Linked DNA regions of Ovis aries: region 2 is linked to region 1. Evidence: chromatin contacts called from public Hi-C data. All regions are on one chromosome and are shown on one strand. Each heading gives the region's core, a stretch centred on a gene start, on an enhancer-like site or on the middle of the called end of the contact. The rest is flanking DNA. Distances are from core to core; before and after follow the strand shown.

The links. A called contact is a pair of places that touch in the nucleus more often than the background predicts.
Region 2: a Hi-C map of hypothalamus shows a contact between it and region 1, with 2.8 times the contacts expected there. The contact joins the promoter of TFRC here to the enhancer-like site in region 1. A contact is called at or near these places in 7 of 16 Hi-C or Micro-C datasets (blood, hypothalamus, liver and 2 more).

Annotation. Positions count from the first base shown.
Region 1 is chr1:191,432,551-191,439,123 of ARS-UI_Ramb_v3.0, forward strand. TNK2 (tyrosine kinase non receptor 2) reads right to left here. Exons shown (of 16, transcript XM_042232698.1): 13 at 6,004-6,573; 14 at 5,807-5,902; 15 at 5,496-5,623; 16 at 3,714-4,505. The coding sequence ends at 4,499. Among named protein-coding and RNA genes, the nearest start is that of TNK2, 42 kb to the right of the region's middle. Within about 2 kb of position 3,616, at least 10 of the 54 cell types and tissues checked have an H3K27ac peak or open chromatin away from gene starts, as enhancers often do. A contact at or near this core is called in hypothalamus, where this site is marked.
Region 2 is chr1:191,630,505-191,636,799 of ARS-UI_Ramb_v3.0, forward strand. It overlaps TFRC (transferrin receptor), which reads right to left and starts at 3,890. Exons shown (of 19, transcript XM_042232713.2): 1 at 3,725-3,890. The coding sequence starts at 3,890. ZDHHC19 (zinc finger DHHC-type palmitoyltransferase 19) reads right to left here. Exons shown (of 4, transcript XM_060419143.1): 2 at 5,861-5,982; 3 at 5,175-5,314; 4 at 3,980-4,367. The coding sequence ends at 4,101.

The sequences.
Region 1 (6,573 bases), core at 2,366-4,865:
TGTTCTAGCCAAGGATTTAAGGAGTTGGTGGCCTCTTCATTTTCCAAGTTCAAATTTCTGTAAAAGTCAATTTGCTTCAAGAACACCTTTATTTTCCTAGTGTGCAGTGAGACACGACGCACTAGACCTTTGCTCCACTCATGGCCACAGTGAAGCAGCAAGTCACTTTAAAGCAGAGCCATCCCTCTCTTTTTAAAGAATTGTATTGAAAAAAAGTACATTTACAATGCTGTATTTTATTTCTGCTGTAGAGCAAAATGACTCAATTATACATCAAGGTGAAGTTGCTCAGTTGTGTCCAACTCTTTGCGACCCCGTGGACTGTAGCCTACCAGGCTTCTCTGTCCATGGGATTTTCCAGGCAATAGTACTGGAGTGGACTGCCATTTCCTTCTCCAGGAGATCTTCCAGACCCAGGGATCGAACCCGGGTCCCCTGCATTGTAGACAGACGCTTTACCGTCTGAGCCACCATATATTATAATTTTTAAGCATTTTTGACGTGGACTATTTTTAAAGTTTTTATTGAATTTGTTACAATATTGTTTCTATTGTCTATGTTTTGGTTTTATTTCATTTTTTGGCTTTGAGGCATGTGGGATCTTAGTTCCCCGGGAAAGGATCGAGTCCATCCCCCCTGCAGGGAAGGTGACGTCCTAACCAGTGGACCAACAGAGAAGTCCCCATATACACATTTTCATACTCTTTTCCATTATGATTTATCACAGGTTATTAGATACAGTTCCCTGTGCTATACAGTAGGACCTTGTGGTTATCCCATGTCTCTTAAAGACACAGGTCTGACCACATTATTCCTCTGCCACCTCCCTCTGTCTGTTAGAGGACTCAGCATTTCACACCAGTGTCTTCAGTTTCCAGCCCTAGGATCCACTCACTAGGATCACACAATGAAAGTCACTTTCAACCCACCCCAGAAAGTTAACAAAAGGAGGAGTGCTAGCCTTGCCAACTGTTGTTCTCAGGGCAAGCCAGTTTGCATCCCCACAGGATATGAGTGCTGTTTCCCACACCTACCATGCTGTCCTGTCCCCTCACCTTCTTGGCGCTTACCTATTCCTCCCCATCAGGTCAGCACAATGTCTTCCTCCAGGGAGCCACCTCCTCTCTCATTCCAAGGCATGTAGCATGTAATGAGTACGCATAGTCTTGCTGCAATGCCACAGTCCCCCTGGGCACAGACTATGTCTCTTTAACTTGTATCCCCTCTTCAAGGCTTGACACAAAGAAGGTATCCAGTGATTCCTCACCGATTTACTGATGCTCCGTATTGGCAAACTTGGGTCAGCTCTTTCAGTATCTTTCCTTAAGATCTTTTCAATAAACCCAAGAGATGCTGGCAGAAGCTGGCAGCCTGACCAGAAACGAGAAAAATGGCAGGAAAACCTAGAATTCAGGGAGCTGTGTCTCTGGCAAGAAAAGTACATTGGTTCTCCTGACCCCCTGAGGAAACTCCGGATGCTTTGGTATCCCCCTTATAAAATATAATTCTGAAATGTATTAGCTCTGTCATCATTCACCAAAAAACTTTTTTTTTTTTAAGAAGTGAAGTTGCTCAGTTGCGTGTAACTCTTTGTAATCCCATGGACCGTAGTTTACCAGGCTCCTCCGTCCATGGAATTTTCCAGGCAAGAGTACTGGAGTGGGGTGCCATTTTCTTCTCCAAAAAATGACATTTTTTAATGGAGCTAAAAGTGCCCATGATCTGTAACTAGAAGTGACTTGCTAGCAAAAAACAAATTGTTTCCAGATAAGAGGGTAGGTGAAAGAAGAGATTTGTACACTTAAGAGTTGTTCAGTGTATAATGCAAGCTATCAATAGGCAGGAATATGAAGAAACAGAATTTGTTATGATTATAGTTTACCGGGTAATTCCCATGGCCAGTCACCTAGCAAAGTGTTTCACCTACCTGACTTCACTTAATTCTCACAACCGTTCTATAAAGTGGGAATTACACTCTCCCCCAGTTTAGACTCAGAAAAGTTGTCATTTTTCCAAGATTCAACAACTGAGAATGAAATCCAGGTCTAGCAGCAAGGCCCAAATACTTTTTCCTTTCCTATGACAACACGCTTTTTCCTGGTGTGCAGCGGTCTGTGGGGTCAGAGAGTCAGACATGACTAAGCAACTGAACTGACCTGATAATATATTTGATTAATTTCTTTAAATGGCAGCTAAATATAATTTAATTCCTGCCTTTGTGAATAGCATACTCAGAAAACATTTGCGTCCGAAGGCTAAAGATCTCCTAGGGGGCCTACTCCACAGCCAACCTGGAGCCCCAGACACTAAGGAGGACAACTCAGGAACATCTTGAATTGCCTGTTTTTAATAAACCCAAGCCATCAGCTTACTTTATGACTTACCTCTTTTCCCTAAGTTCAGATGATAATATGATAAAGCTCAAAAGGGTACACTTCTTCTTTCACTAAATTCCTTAAAACCAGTAAGAAACAGATTAATAATCTAATTTTTAATGGGTCAAAGCTATTAATAAGTAGCTCATAGAAAAGAGATATAAATGGCCCCACTTAGAGGAGTGCATTTTAAAACACACCATTTTCCACGTGTCAGACTGTCTAAAGTCAGAAAGCTCTGATAACACACGGAAAGCTCTCACACACTGGTGACTGTGACACTGGGAAGACCCTCCTCTGTGGGGAGAAAGCGGGCAGGATTCCTCAGGAGCTGTGTACTCTGGTGCAGGAGCACCGCTTCTAGGAACTCATCCTTCAGACTGCCTTGCGAGTGACGAATAACCCACATTCACCGTTTTTTGCTGCAATGACTGTAACTGTTGAGGACTGGGAACAACCAAATAGCTCACCATCCAAAAGGGCCTGGTTAAACAGAGAATGGTTCAGCCGCATCCACGCAGCCCTAGAGAATGGTTCAGCCGCATCCACGCAGCCCTAGACAAGCCTGGGGAAGCTCTTTCAGTATGGCTAAGGAGCTCTTCACAACACTAAGTGAAAAAAACAAGAAACATGGGAAACTGAGGATGAAGGCAGCCTCGGGAAGAGGGGAGGTGGCAGCTGGGGTGGGAAATCTCACCGTATACGCCTTAGTATCTTCTGCATTTTGAACCAAGTGAATTATTAGCTATCCAGAAAATTAAAATGCTTATACATATTGAGGCCTTCCATGCTTAAACAAACAAAAGGGCTTCCCAGATAGTGCTGGTGGTAAAGAACCCGCCTGCCAATGCAGGAGATACAAGAAACACGAGTTTGATCCCTGGGTCGGGAAGATCCCCTGGAGAAAACGACATGGCAACCCACTCCAATATTTTTTTTTTTTTCAGTATTCTTGTCCAGAGAATCCCATGGATAGAGGAGCTTGGTGGGCTATAGTCCATAGGGTTGCAAAGAGTCAGGTATGACTAAAGTGACTTAGCATGTGCCAAAAAAATTTCTGGCTTAGGTCCAGCTAATTGAGTTACTTTACTCTGTCCCACAGTGTATCCTGCCTCACAGAACTCCAGAGATAAAACTTAAGGGACACTGAATTAGGTGGGTTCTGTCCTCAGCCAGCCCAGGAAAGGGAGAGACTCCTTAGGGTCAAAGAGGCCTGTACTTCCTCTTCTTCATCAACAGATGGCGCTACAGGGCCTGCTGCCTGGGATAGACGGCAGTAGCTTGGGGAGCCCTGGAACCTCAGGCAGCTGACAAAAGAAACAGGCAGACACAAATAAGTAACATAAAATAGAAACTAACTTTATTTCTCTGGAAGAAGCAGATATTCATAGCTGGGGCAGCAACTTTGGCGACAGACTGGTGGGAAAACACGGAACAGCAGAGGGGAAGAGCTGGGTCAAAGAGGAAGCACTGGTGTCCCTCCAGGGCAGCTGCCCCCTTGGTCTCCTTCCAATCCTGGGCCCTGGGGCCCTGGTCCCTGCCAGGGAATGAACTGGCACCCCAGCTCTGCTACCTGAGCCACCTCAAGCTATTTTCAGGCACAAGATCCTAAGACCGGCCAAGTCCCATAATACGTGCATGGTGAGGCCACATTCTGTTCGACAGGGCTCCCTGGAAAGGGCCTAGCCCTGTGAAGGGCCCCCACCCACTCCCTGGTCCACCTCTCTGTATGGCCAACACATCCTCCTGGCCCAAGGTCAAGTCTGGCTTTCCCGCCGGCAAGGCCTGGCCACACCCTTTAGCCACAGGCTCCACCAGGGACTAAAGCCCAGAGGCAGGTGAGCTGCAGGGCCTGCTGAGGCCGACCCCAGCCTGCCTTCAAGAGGCTCCCTCCTGCACCTTGGCTGGGGCACCATGGGCTCTAGAGCTGCAGGGGCAGCACTGGGGGAGCGAGGGACAGGCAGGGCGGGGGTCCCAGCTCCCTGCTGCCGTGGCCTCACTCTGCCACTGGGGGCCGTGGGTGCAGCAGGTCCTCCAGGCCTGGCAGGGAGTCTCCCCGGCCCCCTCAGACGGACAAGCTTAAGTGATTCCTTCAGGGCAGATCCTCTGGCTCTTCAGGCATCTCAGCGCCTAAAGGATGGGAAACAATCAGAAAGCCTTCCATCAGAAGGGGTCAGTGCAAGAGGATGGAAGGTCCAGGGTGAGCAGGTACGAGAAGGCCTCTTGGTGCTGGCCAAAGGAGTTGAAAATGGGTGGTTCTAGGCAATAACATTGGAATTTATCATTCTGTATGCCTTCTTTAATAAGCTAACTGTGTATCAATAACTGATGCAAATGAGTAAGAATAACCACAAGGTAACGGTTAACATTCAGTGATGGACAGCGTCCTGTATGACAGAGGCATCCCTCATTAATTCTTCTAAAAATTTCTATAAGGTTGGAACTAACACTGATACACATGTTACAGATGAGTACCCTGAGAGATCAGGAAAGGAGCATAAGTTGACACCATATGTGAACAGGGCGCTGGGCTCCAATCAGGCTGTCCTGCCAGGGGACTCTTGACACCCCACACCCCGCCAGCACTTCCTCCCAGGGTAGAAGTTCACTTTTGACTCAATAAAACTTTCATTGGTATTTACACTCTACATCAAGTTTGCTATTAATATACATCTATATATTAATGTCAGATTACATATACATTTTTTATAGGAAAAGTAATGGATTTTTTTTATTAGACATTCCTTTAAAAAGGCATTAAAACTTTAGGTGTTATTTTAAACACAAATAGGAAATGAGGAGGTAAGAAGTATTTGTTTAAATTATTGGATCCTAAACTGCTGCTCGCTAGAGCCTGATTAGGAAGCAAGCCCCCTACAACCAGAGTGGCTCCGATTCCTCTCACTCATTAGTTCATCTGAACACCGAAGCTATGAAGTCAAGACAAATGTGCTTAAGAGAAACTGTTTTCCTCGAGAACTGCCTGTCTTGTGGGACTGGGACCCCCTCCCTTCTCCTGGCCTGGGGCCCTGTGTCTGGCCGTGCAATGTTGGCTACTCCCAGGGTGGCTGCTCTAGGAAGCCCGGGGACAGGAAGACGGCAGATGCAGGGTTTGCTCACTTGTGGTGGGCAGGGCCACAGGAGCCCAGCAGGTGGCAGCCGGCCTGTTCCAGGTTCCAGTCGAACATCTCCAACACGTTGTGGCACTCGCCTCGTGGCCGCAGACCCAGACCAAAGAGCTGCTCCACCTGGGGAGCAGAGGGTGCTGCCATGGGACACACTGGGGCGGAGAGGCGCTGGACCAGGGCAGGGCGCTGGACCAGGGCGGGGCAGAGGAAGGGGGTGGGGGTAGGGAGGGAGAGAGTGGGAGGAGAGCCGCAGAACAGTCCTCAGGGTCCCTGAAAGCCAGAGTGGGCAGGAGGTGATGGTACCTTCAGATACTGGGCAGCCCTCTGCACGCTCCAGCTGTGGCTCTGCAGGGCCGCCTGGCACTCCTCTGTGGTCACCCCATGCACCATGGCCTGCAGCTGGGCACACCACCCCCACCCGTCAGCACCACTCAGGCCCCTTCCTCTGGGTCCCTTGGGCCCCCACCCCTTCTCACCCTGCAGCCAGGCCCACTACTCACCATCTGGATCTTGTCTGCAGGCCGCCCAGCCTCTGGCCCGTCCCCGGGGTAGCCCCTCTGTGGCAGCCGAGCAGTGGCCCTCAGGGTGGATGGCCGGGCCCCTGGGTTGCTGTTGTTGCTGGAGAAGTTGGCCTTGGGGTCTGGGGCAGCCTGGGGCATTGGTCGAACAGTGGCAGTGGGGGCGGCTGGGGCTGGGGTGTTGGGAGGGGGCAGCAGCAGGGGCACAGGCAGGGGGTCTGGATCTTTGGGGCTCTGGGCCTCATGCAGGAAGCGCTGGTAGCGCTCCAGGTAGGGCGGCCGCTCGGGCAGCAGGTAGTAGTGGGTGCTGCTGACCTTCTTCCCATCTCGGACGATGGGCAAGATGCAGGGGCCGGCCCGTGGGCCAGGCGCCTGGATCACCTGGGGTGTGGCATACTTGGGGTCTGAGGCAAAGCTCTGGGTGGTGGGCATGGTCTTCCCAGGTGAGCTGGAGAGCCGGGGTGGCAGTGGGGAGCTGCCAGGTGGCACCAGGGGGCTGGGAGTCCTGGAGCCTTGTGGAGACAGGGGCTCCCGGGGAGGCACCCGGGGAGG
Region 2 (6,295 bases), core at 2,640-5,139, 200 kb after region 1:
GCTATTTGATCTCTGGTTCCTCTGCCTTTTCTAAATCCAGCTTAATCATTTGGAAGTTCATGGTTCATGTACTGTTGAAGCCTGGTTTGGAGAATTTTGAGCATTACTTTGCTAGCATGTGAGATGAGTGCAATTGTGTGATAGTTTGAACATTCTTTGGCATTGCCTTTCTTTGGGATTGGAATGAAAACTGACCTTTTCTACTCCTGTGGCCACTGCTGAGTTTTCCAAATTTGCTGGCATATTGAGTGCAGCACTTTCACAGCATCATCTTTCAGGATTTGAAATAGTTCAACTGGAATTCTATCACCTCCACTAGCTTTGTTTGTAGTGATGCTTCCTTAGGCCTACTTGACTTTGCATTCCAAGATGTCTGGCTCTAGGTGAGTGATCACACCACCATGGTTATCTGAGTAATGAAGATCTTTTTTGTACAGTTCTTCTGTGTATTCTTGCCACCTCTTCTTAATATCTTCTGCTTCTGTTAGGTCCATACCATTTCTGTCTTTTATTGTGCCTATCTTTGCATGAAATGTTCCCTTGGTAACTCTGATTTTCTTGAAAAGATCTCTAGTTTCCTTGAAGAGATCTCTAGTCTCTCCCATTCTATTGTCTTCCTCTATTTCTTTGCATTGGTCACTGAGGAAGGCTTTCTTATCTCTCCTTGCTATTCTTTGGAACTCTGCATTCAAATAGGTATATCTTTCCTTTTCTCCTTTGCCTTTTCCTTCTCTTCTTTTCTCAGCTATTTGTAAAGCCTTCTCAGACAATCATTTTGCCTTTTTGCATTTCTTTTTCTTGAGGATGGTCTTGATCCCTGCCTCCGGTACAATGTCACGAACCTCCGTCCATTGTTCTTCAGGCACTCTGTCTATCAGATCTAATCCCTTGAATCTATTTGTCACTTCCACCGTCTATTTGTAAGGGATTTTATTTAGGTCATACCTGAACGGTCTAGTGGTTTCTTCAATTTAAGTCTGAATTTGGCAATAAGGAGTTCATCATCTGAGCCACAGTCAACTCCCGGTCTTGTTTTTGCTGACTGTATAGAGCTGTATATTGTCACCCTGCTTATTTAACTGATATGCAGAGTACATCATGAGAAACGCTGGGCTGGATGAAGCACAAGCTAGAATTAAGATTGCCAAGTTTCCACTGCACCAACATTAAATTATCCACCTGACTTCTTTGCCTTTTAAATCTGGTCAATCCCAGACAGATCACTTAAGATTGTCAATAACCTCAGATATGCAGATGATACCACCCTTATGGCAGAAAGTGAAGAAGAACTAAAGAGCCTCTTGATGAAAGTGAAAGAGGAGAGTGAAAAAGTTGGCTTAAAACTCAACATTCAGAAAACTAAGATCATGGCATCTGGTCCCATCACTTCATGGCAAATAGGTGGGGAAACAGTGCAAACAGTGACATACTTTATTTGGGGGGGCTCAAAAATCACTGCAGATGGTGACTGCAGCTATGAAATTAAAAGATGCTTGCTCCTTGGAAGAAAAGTTATGACCAACCTAGATAGCATATTAAAAAGCAGAGACATTATTTTGCCAACAAAGTTCCGTCTAGTCAAAGCTATGGTTTTTCCAGCAGTCATGTATGGATTAGAGCTGGACTATAAAGAAAGCTGAGTGCCAAAGAAGTGATGCTTTTTAACTGTGGTGTTGGAGAAGACTCTTGAGAGTCCCTTGGACTGCAAGGAGATCCAACCAGTCCATCCTAAAGGAAATCAGTCCTGAATATTCATTGGAAAGACTGATGCTGAAGCTGAAACTCCAATACTTTGGCCACCTGATGCAAAGAACTGACTCACTGGAAAAGACCCTGATGCTGGGAAAGACTGAAGGTAGGAGGAGAAGGGTACAACAGAGGGTGAGATGGTTGGATGGCATCACTGACTCAATGGACATGAGTTTGAGTAAACTCCAGGAGTTGGTGATGGACAGAGATGCCTGGTGTGCTGCAGTCCATGGGGTCATAAAGAGTCAGACATGACTGGGCAACTGAACTGAACTGAACTGAATGAGGATAATGGTGACCTCCTTTAAAAGGTCCCATGCATGCACTGCGGCACTGAGTGCCCCCAACCTTGCAGCAGGCCACCGTTGACCCACGCCTCTGCCAGAGGCTCCTGGACACTCACAGGCAAGTCTGGCTCAGTCTCTTGTGGGGTCACTGCTCCTTTCTCCTGGGTCCTGGTCTGCACAAGGTTTTGTCTGTGTCCTCCAAGAGTCTGTTTCCCCAGTCCTGTGTAAGTTCTGGCGACTCTATGCTGGGGTTAATGGAAACCTCCTCCAAGAGGGTTTATGCCATACCCAGGTCTACTGCACCCAGAGCCCCTGCCCTTGCGGCAGGCCACTGCTGACCCGTACCTCGGCAGAAGACACTCAAACACAGTTCTGGCTCAGCCTCTGTGAGGTCTCTGGGTCCTGGTGCACACAAGGTTTGTTTGAGCCCTCCAAGTTTCTCTGGCGAGTATTGGGTTTGATTCTAAAAGTGATTTTGCCCCTCCTACCATCTTGCTGGGGCTTCTCCTTTGCCCTTGGACATGGGTTATCTTTTTTTGGTGGGATCCAACATTCTCCTGTCCTGCCTCATTTATAATCACCAAAATCCAAAAACAATGCAGATATCCTTCAACTGGCAAAAAAAGAGTAAAGAAGCTGTGACACACCTGTTTGATGAGATACTACTGAAGCAAAGAGAGGGAAACTCCTGATACGGGAAACAACCTGGATGAATCTCAAATGGATTACATTGAGTGAATGAAACCAGACTCAGAAGGCCATGATTATATTTATATGAAATTCTGAAAAAGGAGAAACTGTTGGGCTAGAAAACAATTCTGTATTTGCCAGGGGCTGCAAGTTGGGAGAGAAATGGACTACAAAAGTCCATGAGGGAATTTGGGGAGTGAGGGGAGGGTGGATGGAGCTAGTCTAAATCTTGGTTATGGCAGTGATTACAGAACTGTATGTTTGTCAAAACTCATACAACTGTGCACTAAAAAGGGTGAACTTTACTGTGTGTAAAGAAAAAAGTCCTATCAAGGTTTCCAAGTTTCCACTGCACCAAGATTAAATTATCCACCTGACTTCTTTGCCTTGTAAATCTGGTCAGTCCCAGGCAGATCACTTGACTGCTCATGCCACACCTGCGGCGATCAGCAGTGTTCCCTCACCCGCCTACCAGCATTCCACAGACTTTCAGGCTTCCGTGCTTTTTTTGCACTCTTTGCCCCTCACAGCAATGCCTCGCCTTCTGCCGTCCAAACCCGCTAAGTGGCACGTCCTACTCAACACCGCGGTCCTCACTGAACTCTCAGTGCTCTGAGTTTGTGCTACACAATGTCGGGAGGCCCCTCTCTCAGCGCGTTCGCTGGTGTCTGATGAGTTACTCTGATTTCCGTTTCCTTGTCAGCACACTCTCAGGATGCAGCCTCACTCTCCTCCACGCCCATGGCTCAAAATAATGCGCACGGGGCCTAGCCCTCACTAGTGCACCTTCGACGCAAGAAGAGTGACTGCCGAGCTCCGGAAGGAGGTGAGATCTGAGCTTGAATCTGCGTCTGGAAGGGCTCAAGAGGCACCTTCGAGAGAGCTCAGGCCATCAAAGACCAGGGCGAAGGAGAAAGCGGAAGGTGCGGAAGCCCGGAGGGGTAAGGTGACCACCCACAGCCCGATACCATCATGGCGCCCCGCTCGTCCCCACGTACCTTGCCCTCGTAGGACCGCTCCGCCGCGCTCACCGACATGACTTGGATCAGCAGCAACAGGAAGAGGGGCACCAGGAAGCCGGCGGCGGGTACAGCAACCAAGATGCTGCACAGCAGCTAAGGAGCAGCGCCTCCGGGCAGACCTCCTTGGCCCCGGCCCTAGCATAACCCCGCCCACACGTAGCCCCGCCCACCAGCTCCCTGCCCACCCTGCTGCCTAGGGCCCGTGCCACCTCTAGCATTCTCCATCCTTGACTCTGCCAGCTCACCCCTTCACAGTTCCTCCTATCCCCACCCATCTCTCTGACCCTATCTGTCCTCACCTCGTCTCAGATCAGTCCTGTCAGGCGGCTTCACCGTCTAACCCTGCTCACCATTAACTCTGCCCCCCCCGGTGACCCCGCCCCTCTGTTGACAGCTCCTCGCCACCCTCACTGTTTGGTCGTGGGTCCCCACACCCCAGCGGATACGCGATGGCCTTGTCCATGGAGAAGGATAGGTGGGTCGTACGCACCAGGAAGATCAGGCAGGTGACCAGCATGGCACCCGAGTAGAGGCATAAGGACAGGACAAGCAGCATGAAGAAGCGGAAGTTGCGGTGACCGATGCAGTTATTGACCCACTTGCAGTGGTGGTCAAAGTCCTAGGCAAGAGGGAGAAGGCTCAGGCCTTGACCCAATCTCTGATCCAGGCTCCATCGCCCCCAAATCTTATGCACTCCCTCTAAACCACCTGCCCTTGACCTCATGAAGTGGCTCCCATTCCTAGGGAAAATCTAAGTCTCAAAGTCCTTAACCCTGCTGGCATTCCCCTGTTAGAGCACCGCAGGGCTCACAGAGCTACACGTCTTGTCAAGAGGCTTTGGAGACAGGACCTGCCTGGTCTTCTCTGGGACAAATCCTGGTGTAACTTCAGACAGGACATAGAATATCTCTGGGCATCTGTTTCCTCATCCACTGGGTGGGCCTAATAATAACACGATTGCCCAGCCAGTCTCCCAGGGTTGCAAGGACCAGTTAAGACAGCACATTGCTGAACTGTTGCAGACTGTGCACTCAGAACCCAGGAGACCAGGAGACCCTCTGTTCTAGACATTCAGAAGAGGCAGGATGTTCCCCTGGCTGGTCCTGCAGCCTGCCAAGGGCATTTGGACATCCAGTGCCATTGAGCCTGGGAAGAATAGCAGTGTCTGACCAGGCCCAGCATAGATGTGGATGCCCCTCTACAATGTTAGCACCAGTGCAGAAAGGGGCCAGTCTCCCGGAAAAGGTGCAGGCACAGAGGCAGTGACCTGCCTGAGTGATCAAGAGTGGCTGGGAATTACTGCCACCTTTGGTCTTTAACAGTCCCAGAAGTCATTTCACGCCCACCACTGGCCCCCATGTAAGTAGGCTTCCTGGTCCCAGACAGGTGCCGGGAGAGTAGGTGGGCAGGAGATAGGGGCACTTACCTCCACACAGATGTTGCACCAGGGACAGTGGTAGGTCCGGGGCGGGCGGTGGAAGCAGCACTTTTGGCACCACTGCAGGCGGAAGGCCCTGTGGTTCACCCATACCACATGTACCATCAGGGGCCCCTGTTCATTGGATCCTGGCATGGGAAGAGGATTGAGCAGCAGCCCGAGGCCCTTCCATCAGTCTGCTGCAGCAGAAGGGTGGAGGCGGGCAGCCCCACGACATCCCTGGGCTCAGGAAGCGTGGGGACCAGGTGGCAGGGGAATCCTTAGTCCCCACTGAGCAAGCTGGCCAAGCTTAGAGAGGCTGGTAGTCACAGGGAAAGTGGGTTTCCAGCCCAAGGAGTTCTTCGTGAACTCAGGCCTTTGGTACTATGACCGACGCTTTACGGAATTTGTGTGGTAGGGAGGAGGAAGAGAAAAATCAGCGGTTGTGAACAGCTGGCTTCTCTCCCAAGAAACTTCTGCCCTGGCCCTACCCTCCAAGGAAACTGGAAAACCTCCAAGATTCTGTGTTTGTCACACCTCCATGGCTCAAGAAATGAAGTGGCAGATGCGGGGCCTGAGCAAATGAGGACGTGGGGCGAAGGAGCCCTAAGGCCCCAGTGGTGGTGGGGGGAGATGGGAGGAGCACTTTAGGGATCACCCCTGCAGGCAGGCGCCCCAGGGAGCCAATGTCTCACCTTGATGCAAGATGCCCGGGTCTGAGAAGTTGAGTGAAATGAGACTGAAGAAGGTGAGGATAAAGAGGAGGCCTGCGATGATGGGAAAGGCCCATTGCCCATTCTGGGCCAGCCACCTGCAGCTGAAACAAGAGCAGGACTCAGCCCTGAAGCTCCAGTTCACCTAGTCAGCACCCACAGACCATGAACCCTGCTCTAAATATCCAGGCTTGTGACAGATCCATAGAGACTCCACCAGTCACCCTGTATTACCAACCACCTGCAGCTCCCAAATGCACCAAGCCCTCTATACCTCTAATAGCATTCAGTTCCCTTTGCCTAGAACATCCTGCCTTCCTGACCCCTTTTCTGCACTCCCCCTGCCTCCGTACTATCATTATCTGCTTTCCTTTCTGTTGCTCTGTAAGAAACCAGATAGCTTGTGTGGGAGACTTA